2 separate regions of the Mus musculus genome follow, and region 1 is linked to region 2. A link is a contact called in public Hi-C data. All regions are on one chromosome and are shown on one strand. The core of a region is the stretch at or near the end of the contact, and the rest is flanking DNA. Distances in the headings are between cores, read along the strand shown.

Region 1 (3,822 bases), core at 154-2,653, 400 kb after region 2:
TGAAGAAGGTGCATGTTTGAAAAAGTCAAACATGAAAAACTGAGGCCAGACACATGTCCCCAGGATTCTGAGATCACTGGGGGGAAAAGGGAGGGAGAGGATTGGCCAAAGGCCAGATATGACCCTGAGTGCTTCCCAGTTAGAACTGAAGGTATTCTAGACTGGCACACAGACAGAGGCTAAACTTCTCAGAAAACAGACTGAGAATATCACAAGGTATACAGCTTAGGGCACAGGACATGCACACACACACACACACACACATGCATACACACACACACAGGTTGCACACACAGGGTGCACACATTGAGCAAGTGGGATTAGGCTCTTTAAAAAGGGTAGCTAGTCAAAATAGGGGGAGCAAGCCAGTAAGCATTTCTCCCTGGTCTCTGTTTCAGTTCCCGCATTCAGGCTTCTGTCTTGAATCCCAAACTTTGACTCCTCTTGATAATGGATCAAGGTGTAAGATGAAATAAACCCTTTCCCGTCCAAGTTGTTTTTGGCAACGATGTTTACTGTGGCAACAGAGCACAAACTATGACAGTTATCAAGCAAACAACATGTCTTATCAAGCTGAGGCAGGCACTGCCAGGCGTGCACACACCATGCACTCTGGGCATGCAACTCCAAGTAACTTACACTTGGCACCCCTTGAGGGATACCTACATTAGGCACAGGGCAACAGGGACAGTATCAGAACCAACATCTGCAGATGCGTTTGGCATATGATAAAGGAAACTGGGGTTTGGATGACAATACACACAGAGATGAGAAGCAGTTGGGAACATAATGGTAAGCCTTAAATGCAGACACAGACAGAGGCACATGCGAGGACCACCGACTGGACACAGGATACTGAACAAAATAGCAAGCACCATGACATAGGTCACAAGACAAGCACCCAAGGCCATACACAAGCATGTGGGCACACAGCAGCAAGGGACATGCTGGGTACTCCGCAGGAGTACAAACCAGACACTACAGCACACAAACTTGATGTTGGGCAGCCAAGTAAGAGTAGAAAATCCCTGACAATGCTCATGTCTCTTGTGCCCAACAGCTAGCCATGCCAATGGTCCCTCAGTCCCAGACCCCCATGAAGAGAGAACTGTTGCCTCGGAGGCTCAAGGTTATTGGTTTCTCCTGTAGGTCTAAACCACACAATCAGACCTCTCATCAGTTGAGGGGAATCTTCGAGTCATTTTTTTTTACAACAAATCATAGCACTGTTTGAGATCCTTTATGCCTTGGCTTTGCTACAGCTCCCTGAATTCCTAGGCCAAAGGGCAAAGGCCAATGAGATTTGGCTAGCGGTTTGCTGGTTATTTCTATGAGTTTGTGCCATTTTTGGATATCTGGTAGCAAAGTCTGTGAGTGCTTGGTAAAGCAGCTGCAAAGCGAGCCCAGAGAAAAATCATTAGGCTCACAACCCTCCTCTAGAAGTTCAAAACACTTTATGCTTTGGACTTGTATCTTAAGCCTTCAGCCACTAGGTGACGCCAAAGAGTAAGCTATCCAATTGATGGCACCATAGATAACATTTCTAGGATTTAGCCCAAATGAAAATCATAGCTCCAGCGTCAGACAGTGTCTTTGGCAGCTCTCAATGACTTACATACATCTCTCCCGGTAGAAAACACAACAACAAGCCAGTCCCTATGCAGGTGTGGGTGTTGAGTTTCCCCTTAGGCCCAAGCTGCCTACAAGGAAACTGTACTAGAGCTTGCTAAATGTGCCTAAGTGCAGGGAGCCATGAGCGAGGTCACCCAGCAGCCCCTGCTCTGTTGCACTAGAGGAATCCGTAGTTCTCCATTCTCAGCCTCAGCTGCGTGAGCGTTCCAGGCTTGCCAGGCCGCCCTGGGTGGCTGTCCAGGGTGGTGAGCATGGTGTGACCCAACCACAGAGGGAGTCTCAACATCAAAGTCATTTTTGTTTTGACATTGCTGTGGTCTGCTGTTTGTGTCTGTCCAAAACTCCTGCTAATTTTGTTGGCATTGCAGCAGTATTCACAAGTGGGGTCTGTGTGGGTGATTAAGGCCCCTGGGATTGGATCAGTGCCTTACAAAAGGGCTGGAGAGATCCAGAGATGTCCTGGCTTCTATGCTTTTCACCTGCACTGATACAGTGTTAGCCCCCTGTGCTGTGTGAGGATGCAGTGAGAGAGAACCAGGGGAGGGGGGGAAACTCCTCTCAGATTCTCAACTAAAGAGCCATGACCTTGAACTTCTCTGCTCCAAAACTGAGAAAATATACTCTTGCTTATAAATTAATGTTTGAGGTACTTTATTATAGCAGCACAAAGAAGACAAGTGCCTACTTGACTGTTTTTACATTCAGACTGAAGTTTTCCTCATTTTTGGTTTGATAAGTGATTTTGAATTAAAATGTAGACATTTGGGCTATTACATTTACCAAACCGAATCTTTTTCGTTTTTCCTTTTAGCCAGCCTTTTGTAGCACTGGATGGAGGGGGCTGAGCCTCAGTAGTGTTAGGTGGGAGATGAGGCTGGATTCCCACTGTTCCCTGCTGACACCCCACGAGATGGGCTAGTCTCACACGGCATCTTCTAACACCATCATGTTAGAGAGAGGGAAAAGCAAGATGCCTCATTACCGATCCTCATGAGGCCTCCACTAGCTGACAATAGATAGAGTTTAATTAGCACTGATCGTGCGTAAAGATTCCTTCCACGAGGCGAGGCGTTCTCTGCTACCCACATGTGTGAAAATCGGCTACGTTGTCATGTTACAGTTTGGCAAGGCTGGAAGCCTCCTAACTGGTTGTCTTTGGCATTCACAGGTAGAATTTGGGATGTAGGTATTTGTGCAGTGTAGGGGGTTGGTCAGGTGCTGCTTTGTATTTGAATACTAAATACTGCCCCCCCCCCCAATCTGGTTACCCCTGATGAGGAGATCCTCATATACACCAAATGGACAGAAGAGAGGAGCTTGAGCAAACATTCCCAGAACTTGAGGTCAGGCAGGGACCACAAGGAGAATGAAGGAAGAGGTCACCGTGGGGTAGCATGGATCTTAAGCACATGGCCATGAGTGCTGACCTGATGGAGCAGGAGCAACCTAAAAGGAACACGGCAAATATTATCTCAGAGATTTTGCCAGGGAAACAGAAAATAGCATAGATACCTACCCAGCTCTAATGCTCTACAGCTTATTATAAATCTAAAGATCTGTGTCTTTGATTTGGTAACTAAATTACCTGAAGTGAGGGCAAACCCCCAAAATAATAATAACCACAACAGTGCAGTTTGCCTGAAAGTATTCTCTTGCATAAACTGCTCTTCTGATTGCAGAAAACTGGCCTCCTGTGTGTGCTGTCTTGTTAATGTTTTTGGGGTGCTGGCTTCCTGGCACTCAGAGTAGGGTGCAAAGTGAAAGGAAAACCCCAGGAACTGTCACCAGCTCCTCCCTCAGGACACAAGTTCCATAGCCAGCCTGCCATCTCCCTGGCTTCCACACTTTTCATATTTTATTTCTGCAAAATGTTCAAGGTGTTTTATCTGCACCAGGTGTGGGGAACTGAGAAAAGTACCCATCACCTTTATGGAAGCAGAAATGGCCATCAAAATAACTTTTATGTGTGGTCTGTCATTCAGTTCATTGTCTATTCATAATTTTGCTGTTTTAAAGCTGTGGCTTAAGCTTTATTATTGTGCATTATGTTAGCCTATGTAGCAGAGTGTTTTGTGCTCTTTTGTAGTTTTGCTTTGGGGTTTTAAATACTTTTTAATTATACTTGCTCTTTCAGACTAGGTGTCATGGTGCATGCCCTAATCTCAGCACCCAGGAAACGGAGGCAGGTAA
Region 2 (3,939 bases), core at 697-3,196:
GGTTTTGTCAAGTTGACAATGAAGACTAACCATCATGGATGTATAAAAATGTGCAGTGTTGGTCATCAGGATACTATAAATCAAAGCCACAATGAGTTATCAGTCCACTCACTAGAGTGTCTACTGTCAGACAGACTAAAGATAGTAAGTGCTGGAGAGATGCACACTGTTGGCTGGAATATAAATTTTTATGGTCTTTATGGGTAACCGTATGATGGTTCTTTGAAGAGTTAAGCAAATGTATCTACCTTGTGATGCAGCAGTTTCACAATAATGAGCACACATTCAGGAGGAGATGAAACCAGTGTCTTAGGAAGACTTCTATGTCTGTGTTCATCACAAACTCATTCACGGTAGCACGAAAAGCACATGGAAACAGTGAAGAGGAACACGGAAGTAAAAGTAACATTTAAATATAATACAGATATACAGGGGAGCACGAGACAGCCGTAAAAAGAATAGCATCCTGACACTGAGACAAGTTATGAAACATCAGATCCTGCTGAGAAGTGAATGCAGAGAGCTGGTACAGAAAGGTGAGCATATACTCTCTCTTCTCTGTGGAATGTTAAAAGGTGCTTACATAGAAACCAAGAGACCTGTGGTTAGTGTAGCCTCAGAGTAGAGGAAGGGGGGGGGGGGGAAGGCTGATACTGTGCTGCATTCTGAAGTCAGCCAGAGACATCAGCCTGCTCTCACACAGAGCTCTTGCCCTGCAGCTATGCATAGTACAGCTGGTGCCCCACAACTCAATAAAAAGAAATAAAATAGGAAAGGTCATGATTGCACCTAGATATGTTGTAGGAGAAAGTTTATTGTGAATAAAAGAGAAAGTGTATTTAGAGGCAGTGATATTTAGGAGGTATATATATATACATATACCATGTGCACACACACACACAACATAAGAGGTCCTCAGTGCAGATCTATCCTAGAAAAATATATAGTTATCCTGGGCATACCTCACCTTACACTATTTTACACATACAACACACACACACACACACACACACACACACACACACACCTGATTCCTCTATATAATGTCATTAGTATATTAGTATGTGTGGTCTCTAGGGTTGTAACAATTTTGCACAGCTCTAAAGGCAACCTGAGAAGTCAGCCCTAATGAACTCTGTAAACTAACAGCTGCTACCTCTACCACAGGAGGGCGCCAATACACCACCCACCTGTGGTTGTTTAAAGAAGCAAGTTATTAGCAATTGATACCAGCTGTCAAAGGAAAAATTAGTTTTCTGCAATGTAGTGTCACTGGGTATATCAACCACACTCCAGGCAGGCAGGCCCCATGACCAGGAGTAGTTGTCTTATTGGGTTTTGTGGGGGTGTTGTTGTTGTTGTTGATGTTGTTGTTGTTGTTGAGAAGAACATAAAGTTGGATGATAGAGTGGTTGGGAGGATCTTGGATTTGAGGGAGGAGAAAACAAGATCAAAATAGAATATATGAAGCCAGGAAGTGGTGGAGCACTCTTATAATCCCATCACTAGAGAGGCAGAAGCAGGCATTTTCTGTGAGTTGAAGGCCAATCTGATCTACAAAGTTCAGGACAGCCAGGGCTCTTAAACAGAAAAACCCTGACGTGTGTGTGTGTGTGTGTGTGTGTGTGTGTGTGTGTGTACATATATACATATATATTAATACAGAGATTTTAATAAAATATTAAATTATTGGTCAAATCATAACTCATTTGTTGAAAACAACACACAGCACTCAAAACATTGATTAAAACAACAATTGTAGGAGATTGGGGGTAGTCAAATCATGCAAATTAAGTAGGACTGAAAATGATATTTATATTGATTTTTTTCAAGGACTCTGGCTTTTTAAATCAATACACATTGATTAGCTTCTACATAATCTAAATTAACAGTAAGGTCTACTGCAGTTACCTTTGAACTTTCAGAGTCAGCAAACAGCTTGCAACATTTTCAGTAGGTAGAACGCCACTGGTGTTGGTTCACTGGATAAAACAACAAAAACTGCCCCTCTTCCCCAGTAAAACCACAATTAAATATTCTTAAATAAAGTTCCTTACCTTAAAATGATAAATTATACACAAAAAAATGACTGCTTTCAGAGGCACAACCATAGACATGATGGTTTCAGACAGATGAACAGAAGCGTGTGTGTGTGTGTGTGTGTGTGTGTGTGTGTGTGTGGTGTGGTGTGATCTTGCATTTAGGGTTGAGGGCCCAGCCCCTGGCAATCCTCAGTGCAGGACTATCCTACCAAAATTGTATAGTTATCCTAATTATACCTCGACTTACACTATCTGCACCACCCCAGTGGTAATCTGCAACAAACTTGAGTTCTGTCCCAGAGAAACCAGCAGATGCAATATCTACCTAGGCAGGCACAGTGTTTCAGGCCTCTCTAAGCACTTTCTAGAATGTCTGGTCCTGTAAGTTTTGCTAACCAAATTTACCTTCTTCAGATCGAGTGATGACACTGGGTCAGGGATATTTAACAGAACATTACCCTGATTGGGGGGGGGGGGGGAGGAACCATTAGAATTCACCTTCCAGAGTTGCCAAAAGAATCACACAGGCCCCAAACCCCTCAGCATGAGAACACGTTGCAGGTGTGTAACTGTAGGTTTCTTGGTGTTTGTTCATCTTCCCCAGTCAACAGTTTACACATCCACATTAATAAATCAATTTGCTTGAATATCTATTTAAGTGCAAACTTCATATTGCATATCAAAGCTGTACTTGCCACCTAAGGCAAAGGTTTTTCTACTGCAGTAAATGTTCACTTACACGAAATCCCTTGCAGTATTCTGAAAGGCCTCAAGTCTTCCATCATATCGACATTTATATACAGATCCATTTTTATGTGAGAAAAGGATGGGCATGATTGAATACAGATGGATATTCAACTTGCTAAGTGAATATAAAAACATCTGGATGCACATATGCAGGACTCCCTTGTGTCTGCCCATGCTGAGGTGGCCACGAGGACGATGGCCTGGCAGTTTTCACTTTAGATCTCAAGCAGCCTGACGCCCAGATGGTGACATAGCAGGCATTCTAGGCAAAGGTCAGCCAGACTTCTGTCTACTTCCCATGCAGGGTCACAGGTTTGTCTACAGACATTTCACATCTACATGGGTGTCTAAGTCCAGAGCTTTAGAATCGAACCTCTATACCTGCACTGCTAGGAGTTCATTGCACAGAAAATAATGTAGAATGAAGCCTTTGTCTGGAAAGATGCTCAACAAGTGGAAGTGTTCTAAACGCAGGTCTTTGCAGAAGCTTCTTTTCAGTGAACAGGTCAGGACTTTTTACTACGGCTCCCTAGGGCCAGTTCCATATGGGCAGAACTACATGAGTATAGAAGACCAAAACTTGATTGCTTCGGTCCTGATGCCAAACCCACACATGTGTTCTTACAGAGGTCCAACTGCAGTACTCTGTACAGAAGCCCGCAATACCAAACCTCAGACAGTTTTTTGTTTTGTTTTGTTTTTGTTTGTTTGTTTGTTTGTTTTTAGTTCACAAAGGACAACAGAGCAATCAACCACTGGGGAATGGTCCTTCTGAGAGAAGGGTGCAATTGCTATATTTACCACAAGTGGGTGCTATTGTACAGCCTATCCTGAGACACAGTTTTAAAAACTGAGCCCAGAGAATAAGCATCTACTTGAGATGTGTATTTACATATTTATACATTTATGAACACTGTAAATTCATTTAAAAATATAAATATATGCCTATGAGTGTAGACAGAAATACTTCCTTCCCAAGTCTGTGTACGCTGTGGATTCCATCTAAGTCAAATTCCGGCACATTTTACCCCAATGATATCTCCAAATCCCTGTGACATCACAGACTTGGAAGCAAGGCAAAGCTCATCAACTCACCCTTATATATAGGTTCAGGGAACTGAACTTGGTCCTGGGCAAAAGCAGCAATGTG

What was found. A called contact is a pair of places that touch in the nucleus more often than the background predicts.
Region 1: a Hi-C map of liver shows a contact between it and region 2, with 7 times the contacts expected there. The contact joins two enhancer-like sites. A contact is called at or near these places in 1 of 39 promoter capture datasets (embryonic stem cells), 9 of 15 datasets of contacts at CTCF or cohesin (the NIH/3T3 cell line, embryonic stem cells, hippocampal excitatory neurons and 3 more), 211 of 484 Hi-C or Micro-C datasets (the 4T1 cell line, the AML12 cell line, the AtT-20 cell line and 96 more), 22 of 115 datasets of contacts at active chromatin or transcription factors (PVALB interneurons, astrocytes, a beta-TC-6 cell line and 12 more) and 2 of 9 other capture datasets (embryonic tail and pancreatic islet).

The regions. Positions count from the first base shown.
Region 1 is chr7:63,320,773-63,324,594 of GRCm38.p6, forward strand. No RefSeq gene overlaps it. Among named protein-coding and RNA genes, the nearest start is that of Chrna7, 110 kb to the left of the region's middle. Within about 2 kb of position 1,404, at least 15 of the 459 cell types and tissues checked have an H3K27ac peak or open chromatin away from gene starts, as enhancers often do. A contact at or near this core is called in hepatocytes and liver, where this site is marked.
Region 2 is chr7:62,921,270-62,925,208 of GRCm38.p6, forward strand. No RefSeq gene overlaps it. Among named protein-coding and RNA genes, the nearest start is that of A26c2, 99 kb to the left of the region's middle. Within about 2 kb of position 1,947, at least 3 of the 459 cell types and tissues checked have an H3K27ac peak or open chromatin away from gene starts, as enhancers often do. A contact at or near this core is called in hepatocytes and liver, where this site is marked.